Regions from separate parts of the Bos taurus genome. Here region 1 is linked to region 2. Evidence: chromatin contacts called from public Hi-C data. All regions are on one chromosome and are shown on one strand. The core of a region is the stretch at or near the end of the contact, and the rest is flanking DNA. Distances in the headings are between cores, read along the strand shown. Region 1 overlaps NDUFAF6 (NADH:ubiquinone oxidoreductase complex assembly factor 6). Region 2 has its middle 36 kb from the start of CFAP418.

Region 1 (4,886 bases), core at 1,624-4,123, 190 kb before region 2:
TGATAAGGACCCTGTGAGTTTGTTCTGATGATTGTGATCAGGTAACATCATGGTACCTACACAGGGCCTGGAACTTGTAGACATTTGATAAACAATATTTCCTTCTCTGCTTCCTCTGAAAAGCCTCTGGTTCTATTTACTAGGTTTATCGTCAGAGTTAAAAAATATTTTTGCTATCACTAACCAAGTGAGGATTGTTTTTCTTCCCTTCCACTTATTTTTTTAAAACTCCACTGGAAAATTTCAATCATATATAGAATGCAGTATGTCCATGTACAGAGAGAGAAATATAATGAACCCTCATGTACCCCGTCACCCACCTCCAGCTGTTACCTTCTCAAGGCCAATCTTGTTTTTCATCTTTACTCCTCAGCCACATCAGGTTATTTTGAAGTTAAGTTTCAGATGAATTTTTCCACCTGCAGATATTTCAATTTGCATCTCTAAAAGAATTCACTTAAAAAAAATAACACTACTATTATTATATATTAAAAATTTTAAATAATTCCTTAATATCATTAAACATCTGGTGTTCAAATTTTCCTAGTTGTCTCTCTCTTTAAATCCGGATTCAAATAGGTCTATATGTGACTGGTTGATCTTTCTTAAATTTTTTTAAAACAAAATGTCCCCCCTCCTTTGTTTTTCCTTATAACTTTTTTAGAAGAATTGCTGGTATTTTTGAATGCAGACCTTGAGGATATTTTTGAATAAGCACCAAGTAATCTTTGGCTTTTACTTAGGTAACTCATAATGGTGACAATTTAACCGATATATAACTTCAAGGAAAAATTAAATGCAGAGAAGACTGAATTACGTGATTTTATGGTTATAAATAGTGATTTCTGAGACTCTGAGTAGTGCAGTTGTTAATGTTTTTAAACCCTGTTTATAGATTAAGGACTCTGTCTCTGAGAAAACAATTGGACTGATGCGAATGCAGTTTTGGAAGAAAACTGTGGATGATATATACAGTGACAATCCACCACATCAGCCTGTGGCCATTGAACTGTGGAAGGTAAAACAGAAACAGCTACTTTTCACTTGTAAGAATGTTGTTTAAGCATACTTTTTGTTACATACAAGTTGGATAGTGGCAATGGGGAATCTATCCTGAAAATATTCTTGGGCTCACGTAACGTTCAGATATATATTAGTTTTGACAGAATTTAAAATCATTAACAAGTAATTTACACACATCTTTAGTGTGTTTATTAAAAGAAGAAAGTCAGATATATATTAGTTTTGACAGAATTTAAAATCATTAACAAGTAATTTACACACATCTTTAGTGTGTTTATTAAAAGAAGAAAGAGGAATTTGGTCTGTTTATGTTATAAATTATTTTCCACATGTTTGGTTGCAGAATTTAAGCCCTACAAATTTTGAAACAATGACATTTTAAATTTTCTATTCTATCTGCCAAGTAGCTCCTTATTCCAGTGCTGTAGTTCATACGCTGGACTGTAGAAAATGATGCATTGATCTTTTGTGCTCTTATCATTCCTAAAGCTGCCTTGTCTAGTTTCATAGAATTGCCTCTTTGTTGATGAAGTTTAGGTATCTGAGAATGGAAGCCTATGGGCGAGGTTGTTATTTGTACACTAAGATGTATTTGGTAGTTTTACATTAAAGCTCTATGGATTCCTCATTCACAACTAGCCTTACACAGTTTAAAAATACATTGAACTAGCAGCAGAGAACAGGGTTTAGGCTCCTTTTGTCATTGATCTGTGTCCCTGTTGTCACATCGTAAGTGCCAGAAGACAGCGTCTGTCCCAGGAGCCTCTGACAGACCTGAGTGGTACACTCCTTCTCAGGTCTGTGCCCCAGCAGAGGCAGGCCCCTTTTCTTGGCCCCAGATTGACTTCACAGAACCTCAGTAATTGGAGAACCAGGCCCCTCCATCAGGGACTGGGAAGGAAAAGTGGATGGGAAGCTCTTTAGTATCGGATTAGCTGTTTCCCTTTAGTCATCCCACTTCAAGAACTTCATCCTGGCTGACTCAGTTTAAAGGAAAGTTTCTCCAAAATCCAGAAACTACTTATTTTATATACAAACCTGACTGCGTTAGAAGTTTATGCTAAGACTTGTATTGAAGATTCTGGCCTTTGTCAGGAAATAACTTGAAAGATCAGAGATTTATTTAACATAAATTTATCTTGTCTTAGCTTCATTTAAATGCCAGAAGACATATCTGATTTACAGAATGTTTACATGTATGACAATTTGTCCAGTTTTAAAAGCTGCTTAAATTTTGATGATTAATGTTGGCCAGCTCTCTGATATGACAGGTATTGCAGATTAACATGAACATTTGAAAGAAGCAGGTAGTGTTCAGAGCGGTTGTCCTGATTGTGTGTTTTTTACTTCTTCCCATTCTTCTGGAGCACATACTTATTGCGCCACTGTCCAGTCAGACTTTCCACTGATTGCTTAAAGAGCTTCAGGTTCTTCAGAAGATTAAATAGGGGAACAGAGAGTACATTCCTGCTGCGCTGTTTCATTGGTGCTTTTAGAGCACAGAATAGATGAATTCCTATAATTTCTAATAATTATAGCCATGATTTTTATTCCATTTGGCTTCTATTTGCAAAGTTTTGATACCTTTATTTAACAGGTTTTCAGCTTCTTATGTGTTTTTTTATCTTGATCTCTGATGTCCTTCAGAATCAGACAGAACTCTGTTTTGTGGTCAAGGAACTGCAGCTGTTACAGCGTCAGACTTGAGTAAATAGGAGTCTGACTTTTCAGTGGTTTAGTATCTGCTGAGTACTTTTATGTGCCAGGAATGGTGCTTGATGGTGTGGTTACAAAGATCAAACAAGCCCTGCCCTTCTCAGACATGTACAAAACAAAATGAGAGCAAGACTGAAGTGACTGAGGTATCCCAGGCTGATTCTTGGAACTGGGGGGAGAGGCCTGTGGGAGTGCTGCTGTGTAATTGTAGCAATGCTGAGAGCACTTCCAGACCAGCTCTTTGCAGCCCTCATAGCTTCTGCTGCTTTCCTGTCGGGCAAGGTGGGCTCCATTCTGCACACTTCCATCCTTTGCCACTTGCATGTGTGTTGATGAGCCTGCCAGCCTTTACATTAGTATCAGTGACATCTTAGAGTCTCAGTTGAAGTGTGGGATATCCTGGAGACTTTATGTTTCACTACTGTATTTCTTGTGAAAATATATTATACTTAGTGTTGACTTGGCACAAAAGCAGTGTTTACCTTATTTGGAAATAGCTTCAAAATTTTAGGAAGGTTACAAAAGTAAAAATCTTGTAAGAACACTTCTATGTCGTTCACTCACATTTACCTGTTGTTAACATTTTATCCTATTTGTTAATCATTTGTGTGTGCTCACTCGTGTGTGTGTGTGCTCTGGCATGATCTCTGTATATTTTCACACATAATTTTTTTAATTTTTTTAAATCATTTGAGTATAAGTTGCATACGTCATGTCCCTTTATTTCTCAATACTTTAGTATTTCCTAAGAATACAGATATTCTCTTATTTAACCAGAATAGTTACTGACTTTAGTAAATTTAACTTTGAAATAACTTTCATCTGATTTTCCAGTCATATTCCAATTTTGTCAGTTGACCTAATGATATACATTAATGTATTTTTCCCCTCCATTGTAGGATCCAGTCAGGTATTTTTCAGTCATATCTGTTTAGCCTACTTTAATCTGGAACATTTCCATAGTTTTTCTTTGTCTTCTATGACATTGACATGTTTGAAGTGTATAACATCTTTTTTTTTTGTAGTAGAACATTCCTCATTTTGGATTTGTCTAATATTTTATCCTGCTTAGATGGTTCAGGTTATGCGCTCTTGGCCAGAATACTGCATCAGTGATGTATTCTTGGAGTGTCACATCTGGAGACACATTCTGTCCATCCGTCCTTTATTGCATTGTTCATTTTCATTAACATTCAAGATGTTGTCCGGTTCTCCCAATGTGTAGTCTACTGTATAATTAGAATTTCCCTTGCAACTAATCAACTTTAAGACAATGCAAATATCCTACTCCTCATCAGTTTCCTGTGAAACGTAACATTCACTGATGGTTCTTATCCAGTCTTTACTATTATGATTACAGAGTGATAATGTCCCAACTCTAATGCTCTGTTCACATTTACCACTTGGCATGCTACTGTAAGCAACTGCTCTCACTCTCCTATATTATTTATTTGTTTATTAATTATTGGTATAAACTGCATTTTTGTCTAGTACTTTATAAATCATTGCTTGCATGCATGCTTATTCGCTTAGTTGTGTCCAACTCTTTCAGACCCTATGGACTGTGGCCCACCAAGTTCCTCTGTCTATAGTATTTCCCAAGCAAGAATACTGGAGTGGGTTGCCATTTCCTCTTCCAAGGGATCTTCCCAACCCAGGGAATGAACCCTTGTCTCTTATGTCTCCTACACTGGCAGGCAGATTATACCTCATTACTGTACTTAATTATTTGGTATTCATATAGTCCCATATTTGGACAATGAGAGTCCCTTCAGACTGGCTCCTGTGTCCTAACATGCCTCCTATCTTTGTTTTTTTTTTTTTGCACTTTCTATTTTCTGGCACAATAAAATGGTTCAGGATCCTCTCGAATCTCCCTTTTTCCAGCTCTGGAATCCCCTTTTTTAGAGTCTGTTTCCTTTGATGGAAATGGTTCGAGACCAAGATCTAAGCACTAAGTGTGCTCTTTCTTAACGGAGTGTCTTTACTTGTAAGATAACACTGTACCCTGCAGATTGTTTTCTTTGGAGCTGTATTAGCCTTTTCTTTTTTATAAAGTGGTTATTTTCATTAAATAGGGTCTTCATTTTATGGAAAGAAGTTTGTAATAAGCATGGAAGTCGAGGCATACTGCATAGAGAAGCTTG
Region 2 (5,010 bases), core at 1,589-4,088:
ATTCAGCTGGGATGATAAGCATCCATGTTTACACCTAAGGAGAGAGAGAAAACGGCTTTGATTCTTGCTATTAGGAAAAGTCATGAAACTAACTTTTTAAAAAAAAACTGGTTTAAATCACATTGTTATTCTTGAATGAATCACTGTGACCACTAATTAGTTTGTTCTACCCTTGGAACCAAAGTAGAGTCTCTTTCTTCAAAACCACAGAGATCCTCAATAGAAACTATTGTTTTAGGGGAAGAGAAGTAGGGGACAAACACCAAAGAAACAACTATTGAATGACCATCAGTCCTGCTTACATCAACCTGTTCTGCCTTCTGTTTCCTTTGCTTCTGAACTCTAATATTTTTTCCCTTTAATAAACTCTGGCTTCTTTATATCATTTATATAACTCAGTGGCCAATTCAGCATCCTAAATTTCTGGATGCATCAGTATTTCTGCCCACAGAGTGAGGGAATTAACTGTATATCCAGGTTATGCCCACATGCGTTTGTATATGTATAAACACAGCCAACTTGTAACCAAGTGATAAAACCAAGTGATTAAAATAAAAAAAAAAAAAAAAAAAAAAAAAAAAAAAAAAAAAATACCATCATGAGAAATAAAGACCAGACATAGTTCCTGCTTTCCAGAAGTTTATACATTTGAAACTATTAGAAAATAATACATATACATGTGTCCCCTCCCTTTTGGATCTCCTTCCCCTTCGGGAGTTCCCTGTGCTACACAGTCTGTTCTCATTAGTTCTCATTAGTTGCCTGTTTCCTACATAGCATCAGTACTGTATATGTATATGTATATGTATATGTGTCAAGCCCAGTCTCCCAATTCCTCCCATCCACTCCCTTCCTCCTTGGTATCTATATATTTGTTCTCTACGTCTGTGTCTTTTTCTGCTTTGCCAATATATGTCATTAAGTTCTGTGATGATTACATGGCTTGGGCTTTTGTGATCAGTAATTTGTTCTATGTAATAATTAAAACAATATCAGTATTTCTGTGGCTTTCCTTTGAGGCTTCATTTTCTCCCTGGGAGTCACAGTGTATGGAGGGGGACCAGGCTCATCCTCCTGGAGGCCCCCTGGGTGATGGGCTCATGGTTGCCCAGGCAGCCAACAGGGAACTGGAACAGCAGCTGAAGGGCTGACTCAGCTGTCTTCTGGCATCCTGAGCACAGGGCTCTGCCCTCCATCTCTGCTCCAGGCCTAAATGAGTATAGGCTTTGAAGTTAACCAAATTTGGGTCAAAATCTCAATTTAACATTCAGCTGAAGTGGGTAATTTTCTGGAGAAAAATAATTATTAAATTTAATGCAAAAAGTAATAAAAATGTGTATGAACCACTATTTTAGCCTATTCTGTATACTTTCCTGTATATTTGAAATATTTCATCATTAAATATATTTTAAAATGCTAATAATGATAAACAAATACACAGTCTTCATCCCATTCCTTTAGGGAAGATACTAGTCACTCTCATCCATAGTTCACACCACTACATAAATTGATGCAATCTTGTGAAAGGGTAATTTGAGAGTATCATCAAAATTTAAAATGTGCTAATTTGATCAAGCAATCGTTTTTTTTTTTTTTTTTTCCTTAAAGCCACCACCATTTAATCTCACAATTTTATGGACCATGAATTCAGACAGGGCTTGCCTAGGCAAATTATTTGTTCCACATCAACTGTGGTCATTTGCTAGTATTTAGATGGCAGAGGGGCTTATTAGGATGGTTTAAGATAACTTTCGGAGAAGGCAATGGCACCCCACTCCGGTACTCTTGCCTGGAAAATCCATGGACGGAGGAGCCTGGTACGCTGCAGTCCATGGGGTTGCTAAGAGTTGAACACGACTGAGCGACTTCACTTTCACTTTTTACTTTCATGCACTGGAGAAGGAAATGGCAACCCACTCCAGTGTTCTTGCCTGGAGAATCCCAGGGATGGGGGAGCCTGTTGGGCTGCCGACTGAAGTGACTTAGCAGCAGCAGCAGCAGCAGCAAGATAACTTTACGGAGTAGGAAAGGCTTGGCTCCACCGGCGTCATCAACCAGAAGGTCTATACAGGGTCTCTTCGGCATATGGATAGATCTTAGATTAGCTGGACTTTTATTTGATGGACTATTTACATGACCTGGCTGCTCAAACTACAGTCCATAGACCAGCACTACAGGTATCACCCGAAAGCTCCTTAGAGATGCAGAATCTGACTAGAATTTCCATTTTTAATAATCTGTAGGAAATATTACGTACTAATGAGTGTACAGATATCTCTACAAAGGTATTACCTGAAGCACTGTCTTTAACAGAAAAATTATGAAACAGAAATCTCCATAAACAGAAAAATAGTTAAATCTTAGAACATCCATAACCATGGAATATCACAGAGCCATTATAAAGGAGATAAATCTATGCATACTGGTCTGGAAAGATATCTATGATATACTCTTTGGTTAAGCTCCCTCCTCTCAAAGACTCAAACAAATAGCAGGGTAATTAATACATCTATGTATCAGTACTCCATTTTTGTTAAGAAAAAAAGTCAGGAAATATCTCTAGCACCCATCCATCCAAAAGTTCAGAAGGATGGACATCAAATGAACAATATTTACCTTTGGGGGTAGTGGAGAGATTTTTGCATTTTTATATGTTGTATGTTGATGCACAAAAAAAGTGAGTGTATAAAATAATTGTTTATTTTGTTTTGCTTTCTGTATATTTAAATGAAAAAAAAAAAAAAGCCTTAAAATAAAACCAAATCACTGTATTCTGGGAACATCTGTGCTGAACAATCAGGCTTAAAGGTCATGAAGATAAGGTTTCCTGGTCTCAGAAGTCCCGTCAGCACAAACTGGCTCACCCTTGCAATTTCCTCCATCGCCTCTGCCAAGTCCGTCACCTTGCTTTCCCATCTTTTTGTTGTGAGGAGTCACTTCATTGCTCCTCTTTAACTTTAGGTCCAATTATATTCCTTGAAGTGCTCGAGGAGTTGAATTTTGAAGTGAATCAGTTAAAGTGTTCCACTTTCCAGGTGGGTTCACAAGCTCAGATGACAAGTGCTTCCGGGTATGAAGGGCTGTGAAACTTCCTGGGTGAGACTGCTCTGCTGCTTGGTGCCTGGCCTTTTCTCCTAAGAACAAGGCAGGTGGTTTAGACTAGGGAGGGTTTCTATTCTCAGCCAGAGAAAAAACATTTAGCTCCACCACTACAAGGTATCTTTAAACACAGAAGGTGGATTTTGATCAAAAACTGAAATGCCTGATATTTAGGAATGCTCTTCTGGGTGCTTTTCCAGAGACCAAAGTCCAAGAAAAAAAATGAGATCCAGTCCTCAGTGCAGGTCTGCCCCCTATGGGCTAGATTCTCAATTTATTAGGGTCACTAAGTCAGCCTAAGAATTTTCCACAGCTTGTTGTGATCCACACAGTCAAAGGCTTTAGTCAATGAAGCAGATGCTTGTCTGGAATTCTCTTGCTTTTTCTATGATCCAACCGATGTTGGCAATTTGATTTCCAGTTCCTCTGCCTTTTCTAAATTCAGCTTGTACTGGTTCAATTTTTGGTTTCCCAAAATTGGGAAAGGAGTTCGTCAAGGTTGTATATTGTCTCCCTGTTTATTTAACTAATATACAGAGTACATCATATGAAATGTCGGGCTGGAATCAAGATTTACGGGAGAAATATCAATAACCTCAGACCTGCAGATGATACCACAGTAATGGCAGAAAGTGAAGACGAACTAAAGAGATTCTTGATGAAAGTGAAAGAGGAGAGTGAAAAGCTGGCTTAAAACTCAACATTCAAAAAACAAATATCATGACATCCGGTCCTATCACTTCATGGCAAATAGATGGGGAAACAATGGGAATAGTGACAGACTTTATCTTCTCTCCAAAATCACTGTGGATGGTGACTGCAGCCATGAAATTAAGATGCTTGTTCTTTGGAAGAAAAACTATGACAAACCTAGACAGCATATTAAAAAGCAGAGACATCACTTTGCAGGCAAAGGTGTATATAGTTAAAGTTATGGTTTTTCCAGTAGTCATGTACAGATGTGAGAGTTGGATCATAAAGAAGGCGGAATGCTAAAGAATTGACACTTTCAAACTATGGTGCTGGAGAAGACTCTTGAGAGTCCCTTGGACAGCAAGGATATCAAACCAGTCAATCCTAAAGGAAGTCAATCCTGAATATTCACTGGAAGGACTGATGCTAAAGCTGAAGGTGCAATACTTTGGCCACCTGATGCAAAGAGCTGACTCACTGTAAGAGACCCTGATGCTGGGAAAGATTGAGGGCAGGAGGAGAAGGGGACGACAGAGGATGAGATGCCTGGATGGCATTACTGACTCAATGTACATGAATTTGAGCAAACTCAAGAGATGGTGATGAACAGGGAAGCCTGGCGTGCTGCAGTCCACAGGGTCACAAAGAGTTGGACACAACTGAGTGACTGAACAACAACAAAGCGATGTTTAGTTTCTAAGTCGTGTCTGACTCCTTTGAGACCCCATGGACTGTAGCCCACCAGGTTCCTCTGTCCATGTGATTTCACAGGCAAGAATACTGGAGTGGGTTGCTATTTACTTTTCCAGGGGACCTTCCCCACCCAGGGATGGAACCTGTGTCCCTGGAATTGGCAGGTGGATTCTTTACTATCGAGCCACTGGGGAATCCCTACTCAGAAGATGGGTCTTTTAAAATCCCCCAAGTTCCTGGAATAAAAATTGCCCCTTTCTTGTCCACTGTGATGAGCTGTAGCCATGTGAAGGTTTCTTCAGGACTTCCTTCCTTTGCTGGTCCAGGTCTTGGGGATGGCTGGTGCTGGGCTCAGATTGTGGGTTGATGACTGGACAGCTGACCCGAAGTTGCAGCAGGAATTTTAGACTATGAAAGGGGAAGTTTAACCGAGTGTTTTCCTTTCTCCCTCCTGGGGAGCAGGGCGTGTTTCTAGCACAAGTACCAACACATGGGTTAGCAGTTTCCATTTTCATCACGTTAGAA

The links. Hi-C and Micro-C count contacts between places; a contact is called where the count stands out from the background.
Region 1: a Hi-C map of an unstated tissue shows a contact between it and region 2, with 2.8 times the contacts expected there. A contact is called at or near these places in 2 of 11 Hi-C or Micro-C datasets (skeletal muscle and an unstated tissue).

What each region holds. Positions count from the first base shown.
Region 1 is chr14:69,279,533-69,284,418 of ARS-UCD2.0, reverse strand. It overlaps NDUFAF6 (NADH:ubiquinone oxidoreductase complex assembly factor 6), which reads left to right. Exons shown (of 9, transcript NM_001105389.1): 3 at 896-1,018. Among named protein-coding and RNA genes, the nearest start is that of NDUFAF6, 20 kb to the left of the region's middle.
Region 2 is chr14:69,088,754-69,093,763 of ARS-UCD2.0, reverse strand. No RefSeq gene overlaps it. Among named protein-coding and RNA genes, the nearest start is that of CFAP418, 36 kb to the right of the region's middle.